Linked DNA regions of Oryzias latipes: region 1 is linked to region 2. A link is a contact called in public Hi-C data. All regions are on one chromosome and are shown on one strand. Each heading gives the region's core, a stretch centred on a gene start, on an enhancer-like site or on the middle of the called end of the contact. The rest is flanking DNA. Distances are from core to core; before and after follow the strand shown.

Region 1 (5,520 bases), core at 984-3,483, 90 kb before region 2:
TAAATCTGAAATCATCCTGTCAAAGATCTAGCTCAGATTAAAAAAAAAAGTTTTTAAACAAGGTATCACTTTAGACCATGTACTGATGGTTAATTCATTTTTTTCCTTGGAGGAAACTACATTTGTAGAAACATTATCTCCCTCTCCTTCAGTTTTGGAATTTATTAAATATCAAAAGTTATTTTGAGGTTTCTTTTTAATATTATATATTCAAAATGAATAGCATGTGATGTTGAGATCCAGACTGAGTTAAAAATAAACCAATGTTTTCCAATTTTATCGGAATCTAAAAACAGGGGTCACATAAATCATTTACAGGATATGTGTGATGTCTACTTCCAAACTTGTCACGTGCCTTCATCTTATTTAATTTCCCGTCATCCGATGTTACTACCTGCATGTTGGGGCTTTCATCTCAATCATCCCAATCTGAACTAGCTAAGGTAATTCCTTTTTGGTGAACCAATAAACTCCACATTCCTTATTTCACTATGTTTCGCAGAGGTTTGAACAAGCCAAGTGCAGGTATGCTGCCCCTCATTATGTGCAAGTACAGAGATGCCGACTCATAAAGGTTATTGTTAAGATTATAGCTTAGTTCACCTTTTTCAGTGCCATAAAAACTGCATCATAATGGTTAGCTTAAGAGGGGAAGCAAGAAAGGAAAAAAGGACAATACATTTATGTACCATATGGATTTTTGTCTTTTAATTTCTGACCGGATTCAAGGGCTGAATATATCTGAAGTTCAATGAGCTGCAATTACCGGCCACTTTAGTAGGCACACCTATCCAACTGCTCGTTAACACACATTTCTAATCAGCCAATCACATGGCAGCAACTCAGTGGATTTAGGCATGCAGACATGGTCAAGACAATCTGCTGCATTTCAAAGCAAGCATCAAAATGAGGAAGAAAGGTGATTGACGTGAACTTGTATGTGGCATGGTTGTTGGTGCCAGATGGGCTGGTCTAAGGATTTAAGTAACTGCTGATCTAGTGGGATTTTCACCCACAACAATCTCTAGGGTTTACAGAAAACGGTCCTGAAAAGAGAAAATATCCAGTGAGCAGCAGTTCTGTGGATAGAAATACTTTGATGATATCAAAAGAGAATGGCCAAACTGGTTCCAGCTGATAGAAAGTCAACAGTAACTCAAAGAACCACTTGTTTCAACCGAGGTCTAAGAAGAGCATTTCTGAACACACAACACATCCAACCTTGAGGCAGATGGGCTACATCAGCATGAAGACCACACTGGGTGTCATTCCTTTTGGTTAAAAACAGGAAACAGGTTCACCAAAACTGGACAATAGAAGATTGGAAAAACATTGTCTGGTCTGATGAGTCTCCATTTCTGCTGCCACATTCAGATGGTAGGGTCAGAATTTGGCATCAACCACATGAAAGCAGGGATCCATCCTCCCTTGTATCAATGGTTCAGGCTGCTGGTGGTGGTGTAATGGTATGGGGGATACTTTCTTGGCACACTTTGGGCCCTTTAGTACCAACTGAGCATGGTTACAACACCACAGCCTATCTGAGTATTGTTGCTGACCATGTCCATCCCTTTATGACCACAGTGAACCCAGTTTCTGATGCTGCTTCCAGCAGGATACAGCAAGATAGGGTGAACCAAACTCTGAGGAATGTTCCCATTACCTTGTTGAATATACTACCAAGGATTAAGACAGTTCTGAAGGCAAAAGGGGATCCAACCTGGTATTGAGAGGTGTACCTAATAACGTCACATGTGAGGAGAGTAATTTCTATCAAATAAATGAGGAATTTGGGTTTAAAGTGTGTTTTCTTGGGTCCTGTGATTGGGATTCGTCCATCCTCCCTTTGCATTTGTTGTTCTATTTTGAAATAGATTATGTTCCTTTGACAATACATTTTACTATGAAAGGAGGAATGGACTGAGACGTGTTTTGAACAGAGAAATCTGATTACAGGCAAAGGAAATCTGATCCTGAAGTGAGTATAGGGGCCCTAAACGAAAGACATCTTTAGAGCACGAAGCAACACAATATACAGCCTTTCTCCATACATGCTGGAACAATGGATGTTTTTTTCCTTTAAAGAAAATATAGGACAAAAGAGTGAATGAGAGGAGTGGAAGGTGGGGACACCCCTGCCCACATTGCGGCTGGTTACGCCCCTGGAGCTTGTAGGTGAGGGGATGAGAGCACAAAGAGAGGCAGGAGGAAGGACGGGGAAGGAGGAGGAGGAGGAGGACTGCCTTAACTCCGCCTCTGCTCGCAGATCATCTCCTTCTCCTCAGCCCCCCAATGCCGAGGACAGAGAGAGAGACAGGGAAGGAGGAGAAGCACCAGGAGGGCACCCGAGCGAGAAGAAGCGAAGCGACCATGGCCACATCCACAGCGTCCCAGCACAGCACAGAGTCCCACCGCCGCGCACCTCTGCTCCCGTCCGCCGCCCCGCGGAGCCCGCAGACTCACCGCCGGATGACTGCCGGCGATGAATGAGGTGCAGCACCTGGGCCGTGGACAAAATGCGGGTCATCTTCATCCAGAACGCCGGTTTCGTCGCAGCTTTCTCGCCTTTCTCGTGATGTTGGCCGCGTGCAGGATGACAGATGATGCGATCATGCGTTCACCCACGCGCTCGTGGGGGATCAGATTGTTTTAATGGGATAGAGAGCGAAGGGTTATTATAGCCAATACATTACATCCGAAAGCGTGTTCAGCTTCCGGCATGCAGCCTGCTGCCGAAATCTGAACACGGATTATTAGATTATGCTTTATCAATCAGTAGATTATGTTTGAATCGATCATTTTAGACCGATTTTGCCTCTTTGAGTCAATTAGTGCAGGTAATATAATAACATAGGTGAGATAAAACATGCATTTTAAAAGCGATGGAAATAACTTTTTTTTAACGAAGGCAATCTAGAAATGTTAGATTCCACGCATAAAAACATCGCTAGTGGTATTTTTTGTTATTTATTTATTTATTGTTGTTAATTTTAGGCCTTTAAGTGTTATCGTATCAGTGTTTTTAAGTAGGTAGAATCAAAGTATTTATCAGTGGAAGGGCTGTCAGGGGCGTTTAGACTGAAATGGAGGCTGCGTATTCGAAGCTTCACCGGGGGGCCACCAGCCCAGAGTCTCAGGGGGGCCCGGCAGGCGCAGCGGCCAAGCCACCTCCACCTGCCGGCGGCTCACCTGAGGAGACCCCGGCAAGCGGCGATGGACACAGGAGCTTAGGCGTGAAGAAACACCACCACAAGCACAATCTGAAACACCGCTACGAGCTGCTGGAGACGCTGGGGAGAGGCACGTACGGCAAAGTCAAGAAGGCCATCGAGCGGCACTCCGGCAGAGAGGTGAGCCACTTTCAGAGGGGCTGTAAATATCCGTCTGTCCTTTTAGTGCGCCCCAGACGCATATCACATGCATGCTTTTAGTAGAAGCTGCAGCTCTGTGAAGTCTGGCCCCACTGGGGATTCCCCCAGTGCTTTCAAACAGACCCACGGGGCCAGCAGAGTTGCGCTGCACACGCCTCGTCCCGTGCAAAAACTCACAACCGGATGCTGGAATGCAAACCCAGCTACTGAGCGGCTGACTGACGCACCTCCTGTGAAGGTTGCAGGCTAAATACAAAAAAAAGTAAAACAATGTTCATTTGGATGTGCACTAAAATGCATTAAAAAGCCTTTGACCAGACTCACCAAATGTTTAGTGATCTTGAACTGTGACAGTTTGTGAAAGCATTTCGATATTTGACGTATTGACACGTCAAATGCCACTCCAATGAGAATCGTGTTTTTAACCCGTTCTTGTAGCATTTTTCCCTTAATGAAGGACATATAAAGTATTTTCAGCTTAAAATTATGTTTTCGAGTATGTCTTTATTCAAATTGTTGTGAATAAGGTGAAGATGAAAGAGAAAACTACATTTAAAAAAACAAATGGCCTTAAAACGCCCTAATCATTATTCAAAGACCAATTGGAATGCCTCAACAATGGATCCAAAGATGATTCAATTGGGACTTTAAGAAGCAGACACAGTTTTTTTTAAGAAATGAATTAGTAATATGTCAATTAAATATGAATATATGCTTCCTTCCAGTTCTTAGTATTCAGTCTTTCCTGCCTTGAAAAAGTCTGAGCATTTTCTGTTTCTTATTTGATGTGGTACACCGTGTCTGTCAGAGTAAGCCCTCCTTCTCCTGCTTTAATGTCCTTATAGGTCTGTACATCTCCCCAAATATTTCCACATGTGGCAAAATATGACCCTTGCACTCACTCTGGCAGGGCATGTGGAACTTTCCATGAATCTCAGTTCAGGTTATTTCCCTGTGTGCTTTCCTATAGCTCCTCCTGGGAAATAAATGCTTAATATAGGTATGTTGAAGGGTGGGGTGGCTAGCTCTTGTTCCCTTCTGACCTGTCCCACTTGCAAATTATTCTGCTGTTGAGATTCAAACTATAAGTCTGATAAATTATGGTTTACTTGGTTTTCAAGAGTGGATGACTTTGGAAAGTTCTTGGAAAACTTTTTTTGCAGGAATGTACGAAATAACACAACATCACTAATTGTGCAGTGTTAAACTGAACACAAGATTGAGACATGGAGGTGTTGGGGTTCCTAAAACCTTGCACCTCATTTTATGTGTCCGCAGGGAAGCAGAGTCTCTGCACATGGAGTGTAAACAGAGCTTGACTTTTTCACAGGGCACATTTGTCTAGCACTGCGTTGCTCAAGTTTACCTGACCTTTAACCCAGAGGAAGTCCCTCATGTCCGTATGGCATATACAGCAGTGTGGTGAGATCGTTTCACGCTCGTTTAGCCTCTGTACCTTTTTCTCAATTTTTTTTCGCCAAGAACACAGTCAACAGAGTTTGAAGATCGCTGAAGGAAGTTGCACTTAATCATGAGCAAGCACATGATGGAATTTACTGAGCGCACTCGAGGAAGATGTAAGAAGATTTGTAGCGACAGTGAAAACAGACCAAAAGATTGTGCCTTAATCTGGATTGCCATATGTTGGAATGCTTAGGAACTTAGCCAAACTCCCGAAACTGATCACAGGGCTTATAGGAGCAAAGTGTGCCATGCTTGCTGGAGACATTGAAAGACATTCTGTACATTTTTTTTGTCTTATATGACAAAGAAGGTTGCAGTGACACCCAGACAAAAAAATTAACTTTGACACATGAAAGGTCGTCCACAGCGGGAAATGAAATGGGAGGGGATGGTTAATATCCTGTGTGGCGAATGAATTGCATTCTAGGGCACTCAAAAAAATACAGGGAAGACCACAACCATAACAAAAGATGTACCGGCTCAGTTGAAGGGGATACGGTCATATTGGTGTGAGCCTAAAGCACCAAATTACATCATTCCCCAACAATGGCTTCAATGAAAAGGAAAAACACTGACATTCCTCTGCTATATGTGGTGCCACTGATGAGGTATTAGGATTCCTGGCTGTGTTTGAGAATAAAGTTCTTTGGAAAAGTGACGGGCTTTCTCTTCCTCCTCCCCCACA
Region 2 (5,913 bases), core at 1,798-4,297:
AGAAACAATTCACTGGAAAGTAGTAATACTATCTGCCCATGTAGCAAGTTCTTTTAACCTAACAAAAAATCTTATGATAAGATATCAAAATCTAAAAACAAAGATTTCATTCAAAAAGAGATAATTAGCCAAAAAATCTGTTAGAATTACTTCAAATTGTTGTTACAGCTCAATAAGTATTTTTCATGCTAATTTTTAAGTAAACAATTTGTTTTTTTGAGTTTTCATGCACATAATTAACACATTGTATAAAATAACTGTATAAATTAACACACAATTGTGTTAATTTATACAATTATGTTTATTAAAGCGACAAAACATTAGTGTAAAAAGTGGAAATTATCACATTTTGAACAAAATCTGAATAAAATGAGAATACCATCTTAGCACAAGTTGGCCCATCTTATAAAATTCTCCAAAACCAACACTAATTAACATAAATCTAAATTTTTGTTTTCAAAATAAGGAAAATAAGTGCCAGTCTAACAAGTAAACATTTATTCAACTATAAAATAACAACCTTAAAATTGAGTTTTTTGAGTCTTAAATCAAGTTTTTCAACTGCCAAGAGTACGAAGCTAAAGGATTTTGTCTTATTCTAATAATAATTTTCTTATTCGATTCTTGACTTTTGAGAAAAGCTTGGAAAGCTGTAGAGTAAAGAGAAGTTAAAACAACTGAAAACCTGGTAAAATATCTTAAATTTCTAAAAACAGGGTTTTAAATCTTTGCAATAATAAATAATTTGCAGTGTATCACAAATGATTTATTCAATATGTATTTAATACCAATTACATTAAAGCAAACATCTTCTTTCACAAGTGAAATTTAAAGAATGGAGCGTGAATTTTAGACTGTTTGAGTTCTGACTGTGAGATTTATAAAGAGTTGTAGACTAATGTAATGTGTTTTTAATGAAGAGTTTGACATGTGAAACAGATGAGCTGGGAATCAAAAGTGCCATATTGTACACAAAGTTGAGTTCAATTTATTTAAGGTATTATGTAATTTGATGGTCCCTGAAAGAATTATTTGTACAAGAGAAATGTAGGACCACATTGAAACAAAGAATTACATAAAGTCCAAACCTTGATTATCACTGCTTGAAGTGTTCATCTCAGAAACACGAGGGACCTACGCAGATTAGGTTGCAGGGGTATTGTGTGAAGAGTGTTTGGCTAAAGACTACCAACACTGCTTGTTGATGATATGATATTAACACCACTGCCAGATTATATCCTTGATGTTATATAACCTCTTGGAATTCCACCTCTCCCGTTAAACCTGGATTTAAAAAAAAGCCTTTGTCTCCAAATGCAGCTGAAAGTCGGAATTTGTCAGAGTTTTGCATCAACTCTAAACATGACCAAACTTAGGCTTGATGGTCTACAGCTGAGAAAAGAAAAATAAGTTGCCTGGCATTTCTGTTTGTGTAGACTGTGGCTTCCTCTTGAGGGGAACTATGGGTGGCAGAGGGAGGTGTAAGGATGTGGGGAGGACAGTGGTGGCTTGGCACATACAATTGTGGTTGAGCGTCGGTCCTTGTTGGCTGGCTAATGGAGAATCTCGTGCAATTTATCAAAGCACTGGAGTGTTTTTATGGAGTGAAAGTGAAGGAAGGAGAGAGTTATCATTACAGCTCCTGGAATAGCATAATTAGAGAGAAAAGCCTCTCTGTCTGTGTGTATCTCTGTGTGTAGGAGTGTTGTTTTTTTTTCTCTGTCTCTGGAGGCATAAAGCTGTATGCCGTACACGGTACAGTTTTGTCACACGTTTTTATTGCCATTACTTTGACTCCATACAAAGTGTGTATAAGGTATGTGCTAACGATATATGACAGAAACTATTTGGTTGTTACTTTTTCTACGTGTGTGTACACTTAAACCTACATTATGCACACCTGTGCAGCACTCAGCAGTTACACAGTCAGGAGCTGTAAGCCAGCAGGGGAGCATGTTAACAGATAACTCTGTCATGACTGACAGGAAGGGGGTGCGGGGTTCCTCCGCACCAACGGTCCCACCCACAATTCTTAGGTGAATTTCTAATAAACCAATGCTGCTCTGCAGAAACTGTGTCCTAGAAAACGATTCAGGTTTTGAATTTTTTCAAAAAATAGCATAATCGTAATTAAAAGACCTCTGAGAAGACTTGGAAAACAGATCAAAAAAATCTGTTTTCAGATTTAGTATTCACCCGGACCATGGTATAACTAGTATAGTTGTACCTTCCACGCCGTGCATTAATTTCTGATAATGCACTGCCATGATCTCTTACTTAATAACTCAACAGCAAACTGCAGATTTGTAAGAACCAAGAAAACACTGAGGAAAAGCTTAAAGGATGTTTTAGGTATGCGGAAACAAAAGCCATAGAGTAAACGTGTGATTACTCTTGCTGTTTGTGTGGAATATCTTCTAGACAAGCATGTATTTGGTTTGAAATCATGCCCATGTGTAAAAACCAGGACAATGTACAGTTCAGAGACAATGTGAAGTTAGGAGCAGTTAAAAACCCATCAAGGCTCCATTTAGGAAATAGGAAGTGAACGCTTACCATGATTGAATTGTAAATGACAAAATCATTTTCTGCTTGGAACAAAAGTGTAGCCAACTTATTCCCTTTGTGATTTAGTGCTCCATCGTTTATGCTAACAAAGAGCAGATTAAAGGCAAACAGCTGTGGGTGCACACTTCCGAGCCCACTTTAGCACACTGAGGACTAATTGCATGTGTATGTCCGTACACACTCCGCCATTCTCCTTCATCATCTTGACTTGATTAACAACCGCCTGTGTGTAACTGCAGTGCTGATGAAAGACAAGGAGCTGGATCTGTCACTTCTGCATGGGCATTACAATCATGGCAGTTTATACAACAGAGGAGCACTAAAGTTGGCCTTCATTAGTGGGATTAGAAGCCTAATCTAAAGTAATGTTCAAGTCTCTCATCCCAGACCTCAAACAGCCTCTCTCGAGAGGCCTGTCCCCCTGCACACCAACCATAACATCTCAAACTTCAGACGCTACCCCCATTTCTGAATGTTATCCCCTCTCTCATCGACCCGAATCGTAAAGGAAGGGGTTGCAGAGGGTAAAGGACCCCATGTGATGGTGCAGCTGTGGAATGATTTATTGCTGGGTTAGAAGAGAAAAGGACCTGCAAGCAACAAGTTGTGGTTTGATTATGGGCTCACCTGCCACCGAATTGTAGTATGCAGTTCATTATCTTGTTTACGGGACTCGTGGTTCCTTCCCAACCCCTTTTAGACAATCGTCTCTGTTAAGAGAAATCTAGACATACAAAAGTTTCTCTGCACTTTTGTTGTCATTAAACATCAATTGTTTTTTTTCTCTACAATTGCTTGATACAAACTTCATGTAGCACAGAAATAATGCTGTAAACCCTGTTCGGTAACCAAGCCAGTCTTTTAGTGCTTTCCTTCTTTTCCTGGGACAGGGGTAAGCCAAAGGCCAGCAATTGACCCCCCAACATGGGCCAACTGACACCATGCATTGTCAGATTTAAGTGGCCTGGATTAGAGGATCACATCTCATCTTGTTGTCAAACTCTTGCCAAATTCTACCTCACTAAACAATACCTTTGTGATAGATACAGAGGATGAGAGTAGGAAGCTGCTGTTAGCAGATGAAACAAAGAATGGAGTGACCCGTGGAGATGGAGTGCAGAGGCTTTTGTCCCATCTATAGTTTTTAAGGGGTTTGGCAAAATGGGGCAAAGTAAAAGGGAGGCAATAAATAACTTGTCACAATCTATGAACCAACCCTTAGAACAAAGAGATGAAGAGAATCGAACCCATCTGGGGTCTGGGGTGCCTAATTATAGGATACAAACCCAGGCTTGATCCACTTATGGTGGGCCTCCTTCAGCAGATGATCTCTCGATAAACGACCAAAACATTTTATGATGCATTTTATGATACATGACTCACAATGTATCCTTATGGAAGAGTCTCTTTTTAAGCAGCTCAGGTCTGTGCCCCCTTAGATCCATCAATAACTCCCACAAACACAGTTATATGCTTATTATGGGGTTTGACATGTCCAGGCTTTTTTCTGTGCCTGACTTTTCTTTCCTATCCTGCCTCAGCATCTGTGAAACATCTGTCCACGTAGAGTCCTTCAAGCACCTCTTCTTCTTTTGTCAATATCTGCTTGCCTCCTTTGCCTTGTCCTTGGGGTTTATTGCTGCTTTAGATGTCTTGTAAAGCACTCACTTATCTTATATTTATTCCGTTTCATGAAATGGGGTTGTGAAAGGATCCAAAATTCAGACAATCAAACACAAAAAAACTAGAACCAACCAAGTCTAGACAATAGGGGAGTTTAACAGAATGATCAAACAATGAGAAAACAAAACTTCTATAACTTAACTGAAGATGGTCAATTAACTAAAGAAGAGTAAGTGAATCAATGTAGTCGAACTAGTGTGAATTCTTAATTACCAACCTGTACTGGCAATGATGTCATAGAAAATACAAGAAACAAGCTAACAAAAAGGGAAAGCAGTATGATCTATATAAAATAAAACAAACAAAAAAACTAAACCAGAGCTGCACATTTAGAAAAATCAAAGTATAAAAATTTGGTTTCATAGATCATCTGTTTACAAGTTTTCAAAGAGTTTTGCATTTTTGTTTTTGTTTTATGGAAACATGAGTTTTCAGGCACCCACCAACACCAATTTCAGCGAAAATAATTTAGCTCATTTTTTTTAGTAAGTTCAGAACTGCAGAATCAGAAGGCGGGGAACTGAAAGAAAAGACAAACATTTATTTCAGTATTTTAGAGACATCAGTGTTGCAGGTCAGCAATGATCAGCACCGTTTTCTGGTTCTCAAGCTCTTGTGTGCCAGGTCAAGTCTGAGCTGAGCACACTACGGTACATCCTTAAAAAAAAAATAGCAAAAAAAAAATACTTTATTTCAAGTTTCCGTTCTCACTATACAACCAAAAGTGTCTGCCAAACAATCACTTACACACTGAGAATGTGCGTTCCAGTGACAACCGGACGTAGACTCCTTCCCTTGCAGTTGGTGACTTGGTTGGAGACCAGCAGCCGCAGCTGCTACAAGCTTAAGTATTAAAAACAGAATATCTCCTGCTAGAAAGAACCCAGAAAGAACTAAAACATTAGTAGCCATCTGCTATGCATGTAGTTGTCTGCATAAACTTCTCTGCTTATTGTGTTTTCTATGAATTATGGCAGGGCTTGTTTGAGCAGGAAAGAACACATGGTAAGTACCAAAAACTCACTTAAATTATTTTGTAACAACTAAATTGTTACTTTTATTCATTTTGTATTTTGATGTGTTTTATTTAGAGAAGGACATTTCCTCTCTCAAAGGAAGATGGGCCCAGTATTTATATCACAACAGCACTTGTTTTTTTCATGCATCTACAAATTGCTGATTGCCAAATATAAAACAAATACTTCCTAAATCAATCATAAATTTAGACTTAACATAAAAACTGGACTTGACTTCAGGGGGCCCAGAAGTCAAGCCCAGCCAGAGAACAGCCCTCCTGCTGTGCCAGTAGGCATTGTGCTGGACCCATGGGCGCGATGGAAGGGCAGTTCTCTTGCTTGGTTGGGGCTTGCATTTTCTGTGCCCCTGGCCCCCCCTGCTCTCTGGTGCTGGGGGCCCCTTTTGAGCAACATCTACACCTGACAGTAATGATGAAAAACCTCCAGCAACTTGTTGCTATCTGATTTTATGTCTTCCTACTTCTTAATCATCCCCCAACTTCTTCAATCACCCTTTTTCTCTTATTTCTTTTGTACCCCTACCCCCCATCTCTGACACCCACCTCTCTACTTTCCTTTTCACCTTTCCTTCCATTTCAATAAGAAATGTATACAAATATCATTAATATAAATAAAATGTAGCCTC

Evidence for each region. Hi-C and Micro-C count contacts between places; a contact is called where the count stands out from the background.
Region 1: a Hi-C map of embryo shows a contact between it and region 2, with 3 times the contacts expected there. The contact joins the promoter of nuak1 here to the enhancer-like site in region 2. A contact is called at or near these places in 5 of 5 Hi-C or Micro-C datasets (embryo, fibroblasts and gastrula embryo).

Annotation. Positions count from the first base shown.
Region 1 is chr6:12,360,621-12,366,140 of ASM223467v1, reverse strand. nuak1 (NUAK family SNF1-like kinase 1) reads left to right here and starts at 2,233. Exons shown (of 7, transcript XM_004069900.4): 1 at 2,233-3,350. The coding sequence starts at 3,084.
Region 2 is chr6:12,270,770-12,276,682 of ASM223467v1, reverse strand. No RefSeq gene overlaps it. Among protein-coding and RNA genes, the nearest start is that of LOC111947495, 5.0 kb to the left of the region's middle. Within about 2 kb of position 3,047, at least 1 of the 8 cell types and tissues checked has an H3K27ac peak or open chromatin away from gene starts, as enhancers often do. A contact at or near this core is called in embryo, where this site is marked.